Linked DNA regions of Mus musculus: regions 2 and 3 are each linked to region 1. A link is a contact called in public ChIA-PET and Micro-C data. All regions are on one chromosome and are shown on one strand. The core of a region is the stretch at or near the end of the contact, and the rest is flanking DNA. Distances in the headings are between cores, read along the strand shown. Region 1 holds the start of Nfkbiz (nuclear factor of kappa light polypeptide gene enhancer in B cells inhibitor, zeta). Region 2 has its middle 68 kb from the start of Nfkbiz. Region 3 has its middle 90 kb from the start of Nfkbiz.

Region 1 (3,332 bases), core at 748-3,247:
TGGGAAGAACTGCAGGATGTCTGCTAGCGGCCCTCGTGGGCCAGGCAGTCTGCTTCTAGTATAAGCCAGAAAAGAAGTGTTTGTACTAGTCACCTATGACCTTCAGGCGAAGGAAGGGCTGTATTTACACCAATCACAACAGTGTTCCATCTGCAGCAGTTGCAGCAGTCTCTCCTAGACTACCACCAGGGGACAGGCCTTCAATCTGGCCGGAGTGGGAAGGGTTCCTGGGTGGGGGTGGGGGTGGGGGAGAAGTGTGGCTCTGAGGCTGCATCTTCAGAAGCTGGAGTAGTGTTTTAGAAGCTACAGCCGCCATGTAGCTCTCTGGAGTGTTGAATGTGGTTTGACAGTTCTTTTCTCTCAAGGCTGCCTGCGCACAGAACAAGAGCCTAACAGCTAACAATTAGGGGAATCAAATCCCCTCACCTCCCCATATTTGTTTATTTCCAGAAAACAAGCAGCTGTGCGAACGGCAAGGCGTCATTGATATTAATTTTAGCTGTGCTTTTAGTCATGCTCCACACCTGCCTAGCCCTGTAGCACCTGTGGGCTGCCTGCTGCTTACCCCCGTCAGCAATGCTAGATTTGTGGATTCTGCCTAGCAGAGCCATTTACTTACGTAATGATCTAGTTATTTCTACTTACCTCTTTGCCACTATCTCTTCTTCTAGGTCACTTTTTTTTTCCTTCTTCTTAGGCCACTAGGACTCCCCTCAGTCTCATCTTCTCTAAAACTGTTTCATTTCTGCCAGCTTCAGATTCCCTCACGTTAAAGTTCTAGTAACTTCGCTGGTCCCTGTAGGTGCTCCGCTCAGGTTACCTTTCACATTTATGCTATTTTCCCTTTGGCAGTCCTAAAAGGCACTGCGGATTCTTCCCTGACTCCTGGCCTTAATTCTTGGCAGATGATTTTCCTGCAAACGCTTTAGGGCCATCCTTTAGGGCTCATCTCATTCTTTGCGAAGACTTCCCCCTTCTCCCCCTCTCCACAAGAAAGTCTCTTTTTAGGCTGTTCACTGAACTTTGTACCTCTCACGATGTTTAATCATAGTCAGTTTCTTTTCATCGGTGTGTGTATACCTTATCCCCACGTGTTAAGATGTTACTTGAAAATTTAGACTTAATCATTCATTCTTTCTCTCCCTTAAAAATAAACTTCCCTTGACGGTTCGCTAGTTGGATTTGCGGCGGAAGTATAAACATTGAAAAAAGTATTCAAGGTAGAGGCATCAAAATCCCTGTGTTTATCAGGACTAGGTCAAGTTGTGCAGAATAAAACGTTACATAATACGTAAAAAATAATATAAAACATACAAAGAATATACACGCATATATGCGTATTCATCATTTTGCTAGAAGCTTTTTTCTAGTATTGAAGGATACGAAAGGGTAGTCATTGCTGTTTATTCTAATACTGTACTAAAAAAAAAAAAAAGATTGCTTATGGCCCAGATATGAAGTTAGAGAAACTGCAAGAGCTCTGAAATTGAGTCCAGGCCAGAAAGTCCGCGGGCAACCGCTTCCAGGTTTGGAGGCGGGCTAAATGTTGGAGGCAAGGGAGGAGACTGAACTCTGCACGCACCGCTCTGGCTTCCCACTCCCCGAACTGGGCGGACCTGTTCTTGCAGCAGCCCGGGGCTCCCGCTCGCCCCCGGGCATCGCAGCCCCTGCGCAGACAGCGGTTGCCGCGGACCCCGGGCCCCTGGGGATGCGGTGCGTCCAGCGAAGGCCAACCGGGGAAACTTGGAGCTGGCCCCGACGGGGGTTCGGGGCGCGGGTGCTAGCCGGGGTTTCCAGGTGAGCCGCCGGAAAACAACCGGTCGGCCCGGGCGGGGCGGGGCGAGGGCGGAGGGCACATTGCCTCATCCCGGGCATTTTACTGGAAACTAGACACATCCGGAGGCGGGGCGGGAGGCAGCCCAGGCGCCGCCTCACCGGGCGGAGCGCGGAGGAGGAGGTCAGTTCATTTAAATAGCCCGGTCCCCTCCGGGCGCGCACGTACTAGTCGCTCTGCCGCAGCCAACCGCGTAGCCATCCGGTGGCGCAGGTGTCTGGGGACCCCGAGCGCCTAGCCTGGGAGCATGATCGTGGACAAGCTGCTGGACGACAGCCGCGGCGGAGAGGGGCTGCTGGACGCGGCCGGCGACTGCGGCCTCATGACCAGCCCGCTCAACCTGGCTTACTTCTACGGCGCCTCGCCTCCTTCCGCCCCCGGCGCCGGCGACACCGGCTACCTGTCCGCCGTGCCCTCCGCGCCCGGCTCGCCCGGCTCCGACTCCTCCGATTTCTCCTCCACTTCCTCCGTGTCCTCCTGCGGGGCCGTGGAGTCCCGTCCCAGAGGTGGCGCCCGCGCCGAGCGCCCTCAAGGTACCCACCCGCGAGATTCCTTGCCCCTCTATTCGGGGTTCACACGCTGGGAGGATGGGGAGGGACTTCCCTCCACCCCCCCCCCCCCCCATAGTCGAGACGTTAAGCGGCCCCTGTGACTTCCTTAGCGGCCGGACAGACGCGAATAGTCATGAGTGATTAGATGCCTTGTCCTGATTCTGGCACGTTGTCCTTGCCTAGACCTCTGCGGAGTCCAGCGCCCAAGGGACCCTGAGGGCTAGCGCGCTGGCTTCCTGGAAAAGAACTTGAGAGCCTCGGATTCTCTTTTCTTCCATCTCATAACCTTTTCCCTTTTCACTTCTCCCCCGACCTCCGAATTCAAGAACCTCTGAGAAATTATAACACTATTATGAGGTTTTTGGAGCTGATGGAGAGAGATGTAGTTTCCTTCTTGTAACTCTTTCAGTGAGAAGCAGTGGCAGAGGGTAAAGCGTTGGGAACTGGATTTTTAAGACACCCGTATTCCTAATCTATTTGTAGGGATGAATCAAAGAAAACCCACTTTTCGGGACGTAGAGGAAAGCCTGGTTCAGAAAAGTGATTTAGTGTTCTGCGCTTAGTTTACGATGTTGGCGGTTCAGAGGCCTGCTCAGAATTCTGATTTTCTCTGTGTGCTTGAGAATGGAAAAGTTACATCTAGCGAAGCCCTTTCTTTAGCTGCGGGTTGTATGGTTTCCTTTCTTCACGAACCGAGTTGCATAATTTGGGGGGGTGGGGGAGGGAGAAACAGGATGCAGCTGTGGGTAGATTTAAACACCGCCTAAATTTTCTCAGTTGTTGGAGCTTCTCATCGCAATTATTTTAAAGAATGACCCCTTGCTGTTCCTTAACACTGGCTACTCATAAGCTTTGGTTGTCTTTTATTTTTAAAAAGTTATTTTTTGATTTAAAACACTGTGCCTTAAGCCACAGTGTTGCCCACAGCTCCCTGAAAAGCGCGGTGT
Region 2 (3,519 bases), core at 29-2,528, 68 kb after region 1:
TAGAGAGAAGAAGAGGTTCTGCTGTCTCGCTTTCTAGATGATAAGTATTCAGGAAGGACCCTTGAACTTGAACAGAACCAAAGTCTCAATTTCAGTTATGAAATCTAAGCAGTGTGTAGTATTGGCATTAGAGAATAAGGAGGTCTTAAGCTTCCTTTTCACACAGCTGATGCTTCCGCAGGAGTTTCCAGTGTCTACTAAATGTCTTCTAACTTCTCATCACAGTTTGCATGCCATTTGAAGCCTCTGTGAAGGTTTTAGACTTCCTGGCTCCTCTGTGCACTGTTTATGTAAGTCGCTGCCATTGGCAGGCCAGAGTGGGAACACATGTTCTCACAGCCATGAGAAGAGGTAACTATGGTATCGAAGGCTGGAGTTGAGAACAGACACACGTTGACACTGATTCAGTGTGCCCTGGGACACACCAGGATGCCTTTCAAAAACGAGATGAAGGTTGATACAAAGACAAATGTGTTTCTTTGCTGCTGGGGCCAGATTTCAGGCTTTCTCTTGGGATTTGTGGCCTTAGTTTTGTGTGTCAGGGTGCCCGTTTAGTAAGGACATCCAATGAACTGTGCTATGGTTCTGGTTCACACTTACTGAGAAACCACTGAAGCTTTCTTTCTTCTTCTTCTTCTTCTTCTTCTTCTTCTTCTTCTTCTTCTTCTTCTTCTTCTTCTTCTTCTTCTTTTTTTCCCCCACTCTAAAAGGAAGATGAGCAACAGACAAGTAATTATGACGTTGCCACCTATATAACATAGGAAGCCACTTTTGTGACCTCATCATGAATTCTGAAATGTGTTACTGACTCGCATGCACTCATTACTGTAAGAGTTCCCAGACCTATTTATCTAACTTTGCATTCCAAGGAAAAAAGAGTTTATTTAGGGAGTTTTCATGTAACAATGCAGTTAAGTAGGTTCTGCTTCCAGGCTAGTCAGTGTGGAAAACTTGGGATCCAATCTCTACTGTCTTCCATGGTCCAGACCAGTAAGGAGAGCAGTTTCCCTACTCTCTTTCCCTTTTATCCCTGATCAGTTGATTGTTACAGTGCACCTGACAGTTCAACGAAGATGAACGATGGTTAAAATGCAAACACCTGGCCATTCATTCACTGGCTTAATGATGGAAAGGACCCAAGTTGGTTTTTACACCACTGGGATTGAAATTTCACAGACCCGGGATGACTCACCGCTTTGCTGTGTCATGAGTTTCATTCTGAAATGAAATACACTCTGTGGTTTCACTTGAGGCTTCGTGTTGATGCAAAAAGGAAATGAGCCCATATTGGGAAGTCGGGTTGAAATACACATATTGTACCAAGTTGTTGCTCAGCCATCCTTACACCCTGTGCTTCGGTCTTACCGCGCATCCTTACAGGATAGGCTTTGGTGTCATCACACTGTTTTATCATCAGTTCACACCTGTCTATCCTCCTCCCTTGTCTGAGAATCGGGTGAAGCAACCAGAATGTACTCAGAGAGCAGCCTGTGAATGAGCCACTGACTATCATTTCTGTGTGGATGACGTTCTTCCTGGGTTGGCACTGAGAAGAGAATGCTCATCTTTTTTTTTTTTTTCTTTTTCTTTTTGGTTTTCCCGAGACAGGGTTTCTCTGTGTAAGCCCTGGCTGTCCTGGAACTCACTCTGTAGACCAGGCTGGCCTCGAACTCAGAAATCCACCTGCTTCTGCCTCCCAAGTGCTGGGATTAAAGGAGTGCTCCACCACCACCCGGTGAGAACGCTCATCTTTATGGTGCCTCCACTCTCGTGAAAATAGTCTTGTTTTACGAAGACCATTTTCATTTTCAATAGTCCATTGTCATTTCATAATAGTAGTTACATCTTCAAACTTGGATAGTCCCCAAGACCAATGAGCAGTGAGAACAGGGAAGAGGAGCAGAAATAAAGCTGTGGTGGAGAATGAAAACAAAACAGAGCAAAACCACCCAAGGCCTTCTACATTCGAGGCAAACACCCTAATACTAGGCCATACCCTCATTTCCAAATATCAATCTTTTAGAAACATATTTTAATATTTCAAACTTATTTTCACATTTTTGCATATGTGCAATGTTCCAGACAACTCTCAGGGTGTTTTATATCCGATTTCCAAGACTGTTAGGGCGAGGTACCAGGCCAGAAAGAGAACAAAAATAAATCCTGTATTGAACAAAATCCAACTAAGTTGTTCCCTTTAGCGTTTAGATAGACAACTTTTCATTCAAAGCCAGATCAACGCTGGTTCCTCCCTTACTCTGAGACCCTAGGGAAGTCACATGACCCAGTCCTGATTTGCTTATTTCCAGGCTGGGAAGTATAATGGTAACTCATACCTCAGCATGAGGCTGTTATGAGGATCAAATGAAATCATCCATTCACCTCACACTTTCAACCCAGAGTACCAATAAATGTGAGCAATAAAAAGTGGGAGCAGGAAGCATCAGGAATAAGTCTCTGAGAGCTGTTTTCAATCTTATTATCTGATTGATTTAGTGTGTGTGTGTGACGTAATGTGGAGTGGGCATGTATCTTTGTGTATGTGATTGTGGGGTGGGTAGAGGTTAACGGTGGACATCTTCCTCTAGCACTCTCCACCTTATTTTTTGAGACAGAGTCTCTCATTGTACCTTAAACTCACCATTTCAGATGGACTCAACTCGTCAGTGCACTCTGGGGGACACTTCTCTCTGCCTGTCCATCTTCCCTAGCACTACTGATAGGGACATGAATCGCCATGCCTGACTTTTATATGGGTCCTGGAGATCTGAACACAGACTCATGGTTGTACAGCAAGAGCTTTATCCACTGTGGTATCTCCCAGGTCCTCTATTTTATTTTAAAATAATCTTTTGCTAATCCACAGATAATATGTTGTTTTGATTAAATGTGGCATTTACTGTTCTTATGTAATGCAGAACCAGCATAATGAGTACACACAAAGGATTTCATCATGTGAAAACATTTAAAAACCACAGCATCTAATACTTTTAAGTGAATGAGACTAGCTACATCATTGGTAGGCTTTGATGATAAGCACTGAGATCAGAATTTGTGCAGGTAAACTGCACAGGTTATGATTGCCTGAAGCTCTCATAAGAATGCAGATTTCTGGGTCTTCAATTCTATTCCATTGGTCTACTTGTCTGTCTCTAAACCAGTACCATGCAGTTTTTACCACAATTGCTCTGTAGTAAAGCTTTAGGTCAGGCATGGTGATTCCACCAGAGGTTCTTTTATCCTTGAGAAGAGTTTTTGCTATCCTAGGTTTTTTGTTATTCCAGATGAATTTGCAAATTGCTCCTTCTAATTCGTTGAAGAATTGAGTTGGAATTTTGATGGGGATTGCATTGAATCTGTAGATTGCTTTTGGCAAGATAGCCATTTTTACAATGTTGATCCTGCCAATCCATGAGCATGGGAGATCTTTCCATCTTCTGAGATCTTCTTTAATTTCTTTCTTCAGAGACTTGAAGTTTTTATCATACAGATCTTTCACTTCCTTAGTTAGAGTCACGC
Region 3 (3,800 bases), core at 1,084-3,583, 91 kb after region 1:
TTGCGAACTTACAAAGCATAAGTAATACTGTCTGCAGAGTGTTCTGTAGAGACCATGAAGGTGCCCTGCCTGAAAACGTACTGTAAGCAGGCTTCACAGCTGTAAAGCCTGTACTCGCCTGCCAGGTACTGTTTACCAGGGCTTCTCCAAGTAGTGACCGGGAGGGGCAGTAGAGCCAGGTGGCTTCCTCTAGATAGGGATGCACTTTAATGGCTACTCCTTATTCATCCACAGAAATCCTGGGTCAGAAGTTAGAGCTAAACTTCAGCCAGACTCCGGATCCTTTTCTGTCCTTTCTCCAGTGTCCAGCTGGCATCCTGATCTGAGGGTCTCCCTCTTATGCCAGCTGCCTTATCCTTAATCCTTTATAGCCATCTCTCCCAAGAAGCTTCCAGTTGACCAACTTCCTCATGGAAGAGCTCACACAAGGTCCCAGTACAGCATTGTAGGTAAGACAAGTACACAAGGAATATAGACTTGTTTCCAAACAGGCATGCAACTTTAAACTTAAAAAGTGTCTATTTAGTATTTTCTATTGGATGCTCTTTCCATGAAGCAAGCAAGTATCACCTTCAACATAATTCTTCGCCTAGTTATCTGAACACAGTGATGAATAGCAGTGCTTAAGGGAATAACAAAATACTAGTTCTAAAGTGGGAGTGACAGAAATTTATTGGAGGTTTTCTCTGTACCAGGCTTAAGTACTTCGTGAGTATTTTTCTTAGTCCTCATAGCATCTCTGTGGAGAAGGTACTGCTGTCATTTTACATTTTCAAGTAAAAGGAGAAGTTAAAAAAAAATTACTCAAGGTTGCCCTGGGGCCAGTGAGCAGGCACACAAAGCTTTGAGTTCATGGGATTATGCTGTTCTTGTGTTTCATTGAAAGGTGATTTTGGAATTAGGGTAGACTGTAGTCATCCTGAGAAGTTTCAAGTTTGAAGAACGTTCCAGCTCATGGGCTGGAGATTCTATAGGCTAGGTCAGATCACAGCCCATCAGAGCTCACGAGTTTTAAGCGTTCAAAATGTCATTTTATTTTATGGTAATGGGTATGTGCTTGAGTGTATGTATGTGCACCGCAGACCTGCATGAGCCTGCAGATGTCGAAAGAGACCATCAGATCCTTTCAAATTGGAGTCACATGCATTTGTGTGCCACCATGTAGGTTCTAGAAACTAAAGTCAGGTCCTCTGCAAGAACACGAGGCGTTTCGAACTGCTGAGCCATCTCCCCAGCCCCGAGTTTTAAGCATTTTACAGAGCATTGCAAGACATTTCTGAAAAAGAAAGCTGATAGCTTTAAGATAAGCTCTCTTATTAGCGCCTGTGGTCTAAGGTTATAGAGCAAAAAACCAACACAGAAAGAAACTAGGCACAAAAAGTCATAGATCCTATTACTGCATTTGTTTAAAGCACTCAGAGTAGGTGATCCCATAGGAAAAGGAGGCCCTGCAGTTCTTAGTGCCTGGCTTACTGAAGATTGTGCTGTCAGTGCTAATAAGAGGTTCATTACTTGGGTGACTAACAATGTTCTGAAATTAAGTAGGAGTAATGGTGCCTTTATATTGAAAATATGCATTGTGTGGACACTTTTAAAAGGGTTTATAGTATGGTAATCATATATCAATAAAATCGTAGTTGAGAATTAAAAATAGGTTTATAGCTTAATAGCCTTCCAGGTTTTTCATTAAAGACTCAAAAACCTATTGACTTAGATGAAACTTCTCTTGTAGACTTTTAATGTTTGAATTATAATTCAGCACTAACTTCTCACCTTGTCTTCTAAGAGGCTGAATAGCCTTTCATATGCTAAAATATATGCATATACTCTACACCTACAGATGTTTTTAAAGGCTTCATAGCAATCCACTTGGATGTGGGTGTGTAAGCCTAGAGGTAATCAAGTTCTCAGCTCTTGACTTGTTTCTATAGACTTTTGATGGTGTCACAGTGGCTACCCAGACATGATGACCCAGACAACACCCTGTTCATAGATGGAGTTTGAGCAACTTCTGCCTCCAATTATCCGGCACGGACATTGATGAAAACTGTTTGCAGGGAGCTCAGCGGTTGTGCTGATGACCTGCCCTTTTTTTCTCCCAAGTGTGGGGATCTATTCATGGTGGAGACCAGGAGAGCTCTGATTCTTTCTGTGTTTACTTGTTCATCTAGGCCACTTCTGTAGGCCAGCCTTCTGACAGGAAAGCCTCCTGCTTCTGTTCCACCCCAGCTGAGGCAGCGAGTTGCTGCAGGGCTCTGGTATGAGATGGTGTAGTGTTTGTGTTTCAATCCTCCTAACGAGAACGGGGCTAATGACAGTGAGTCCAGATGTGCTTATGTGGAAAGAGCTTGACGGGACCATGAATCACTATTTCCAGTACTAGGCGTAGGGAGGTGCACAGGCAGTAATAACAGGGCCTGGACGAGCTCCAGACCTCTCAAGTCCTGGTGAAGGATTCTTTCCACTTTGACTTTCCATAAGCAGCGACATGATCAATCCCGGGTGTATTTCCAAATTTTCAGTTCTGTGATTTATGAACCCAGATCCTTCTCCTCTGTTTTTTGCACTTCTGCACTTCCCTTTGGAGGCTCTTGTCCAGCCAGGTTTCTGTGGGTACAGTAATATTCTGTCAGGGTTTTATGGCAGTCCTCAAAAATGAAACTGGTTTCACTTCTAGTGTTTTTAGCATTTAAAACAAAACAAAACAAAACAAAAGGTGTTTTTAAGCATTGTTGTGATATTTGGGAGATCTTAAGGTCCCGAAGATGAAGCCGATGCCAGCACGGAGTGTCAGCACTCTAGCAGAGTACGCTTAAGACTGGGCAAGAAAGTCAGATGAGCAGCTTCAGGATGCTTGTGCAAGGAAGACAGGGGGTGGGGGTGGGGTAGCTTCCCTAAGTGGATAAAATCCAAGCTGTGACGGAAAGAAAAAAATAGCAATTGGAATAAAAAAATTACTTTTGTTGTTTTTTTTTTTTTGTCACTTATTCACGTGGACATGAGTCTCTAAGGTTAGCATGGAGATGCTTTACCACGATGCTTGCAGAACAAGGAGAGGCAGGTACAGATTGGTCCTTGAGCTTCATGCTGGAAGCTTACCAGGGAAGCTTAGGGCTTAGCTTGGATACTGTTTCAGCAACACGCCACAGTTGAGAGCTAAATGGGAACCACTGCTGAGCTTTGCATCCGAGAAAAGATAGTTGTGGCTGTAAAGTTCCACCCAATAATAGTATTGGTAGGCTATTAAAATGGATTAATTTTGTTATTGGACAATTTCATACATTGTATTTAATGTGTTCTAATTACTCCTCTTAATTACCTTCCCATAACTATCAACTTGCATCTCCCTTCTGCCTATCCCTACCCTGCCTTTTCTCATCCCACCCCTTCATTCTGTCCCCACCCCTTCTTCGTACCAATCCCTTTCCCAGATTAATAATTTCTGCCTTAGTTTTGTGATTCATTTAGCTTAACCAGGGCCATCTGTGAACATTGCATTGGTGCGATCCATTGGCTCCTGGTAGGATCCTCAGTGAGCACACAAAGGAAGGCCATGCTGCCATTTCTTCCTGAGTGTATCCATGGCAAATAGTTCAGCAGTGATGGGTAGGGATTGCTGAGCCCCTCCATGCCTGACTTTGAGGGACCCATTCTTATGCAGACCCAGTGTGAGTGTTTGTAGCTACTATACTTTGTGATTTTGACAGCGATGTCTTTCCCAGACAGTGACATTTCACATGCCTCTTGCCCATCTTCTTGTTCTTGTAGTTTCTCAGGCCCCTCTTCTGCAATGTTCTATG

Evidence for each region. A called contact is a pair of places that touch in the nucleus more often than the background predicts. ChIA-PET counts read pairs in DNA pulled down with a chosen protein or histone mark.
Region 2: an RNA polymerase II ChIA-PET map of effector CD8 T cells shows a contact between it and region 1, with 445 read pairs. The contact joins the enhancer-like site here to the promoter of Nfkbiz in region 1. A contact is called at or near these places in 2 of 39 promoter capture datasets (the C10 cell line and macrophages), 1 of 15 datasets of contacts at CTCF or cohesin (CD8 T cells), 27 of 484 Hi-C or Micro-C datasets (the 63-12 cell line, B cells, CD4 T cells and 22 more), 11 of 115 datasets of contacts at active chromatin or transcription factors (the 230-238 cell line, CD8 T cells, astrocytes and 7 more) and 3 of 9 other capture datasets (adipose tissue, liver and macrophages).
Region 3: a contact with region 1 is called in a Micro-C map of brown adipocytes, with 2.8 times the contacts expected there. The contact joins the enhancer-like site here to the promoter of Nfkbiz in region 1. A contact is called at or near these places in 1 of 39 promoter capture datasets (macrophages), 1 of 15 datasets of contacts at CTCF or cohesin (CD8 T cells), 23 of 484 Hi-C or Micro-C datasets (3T3-L1-derived adipocytes, the 63-12 cell line, B cells and 17 more), 12 of 115 datasets of contacts at active chromatin or transcription factors (the 230-238 cell line, CD8 T cells, astrocytes and 7 more) and 4 of 9 other capture datasets (adipose tissue, liver, macrophages and 1 more).

What each region holds. Positions count from the first base shown.
Region 1 is chr16:55,820,803-55,824,134 of GRCm38.p6, reverse strand. It overlaps Nfkbiz (nuclear factor of kappa light polypeptide gene enhancer in B cells inhibitor, zeta), which reads left to right and starts at 1,997. Exons shown (of 12, transcript NM_001159394.1): 1 at 1,997-2,367. The coding sequence starts at 2,082.
Region 2 is chr16:55,752,345-55,755,863 of GRCm38.p6, reverse strand. No RefSeq gene overlaps it. Among named protein-coding and RNA genes, the nearest start is that of Nfkbiz, 68 kb to the left of the region's middle. Within about 2 kb of position 1,278, at least 143 of the 459 cell types and tissues checked have an H3K27ac peak or open chromatin away from gene starts, as enhancers often do. A contact at or near this core is called in the 230-238 cell line, the 63-12 cell line, B cells and 19 more, where this site is marked.
Region 3 is chr16:55,729,789-55,733,588 of GRCm38.p6, reverse strand. No RefSeq gene overlaps it. Among named protein-coding and RNA genes, the nearest start is that of Nfkbiz, 90 kb to the left of the region's middle. Within about 2 kb of position 2,333, at least 70 of the 459 cell types and tissues checked have an H3K27ac peak or open chromatin away from gene starts, as enhancers often do. A contact at or near this core is called in the N1E-115 cell line, the NIH/3T3 cell line, adipose tissue and 9 more, where this site is marked.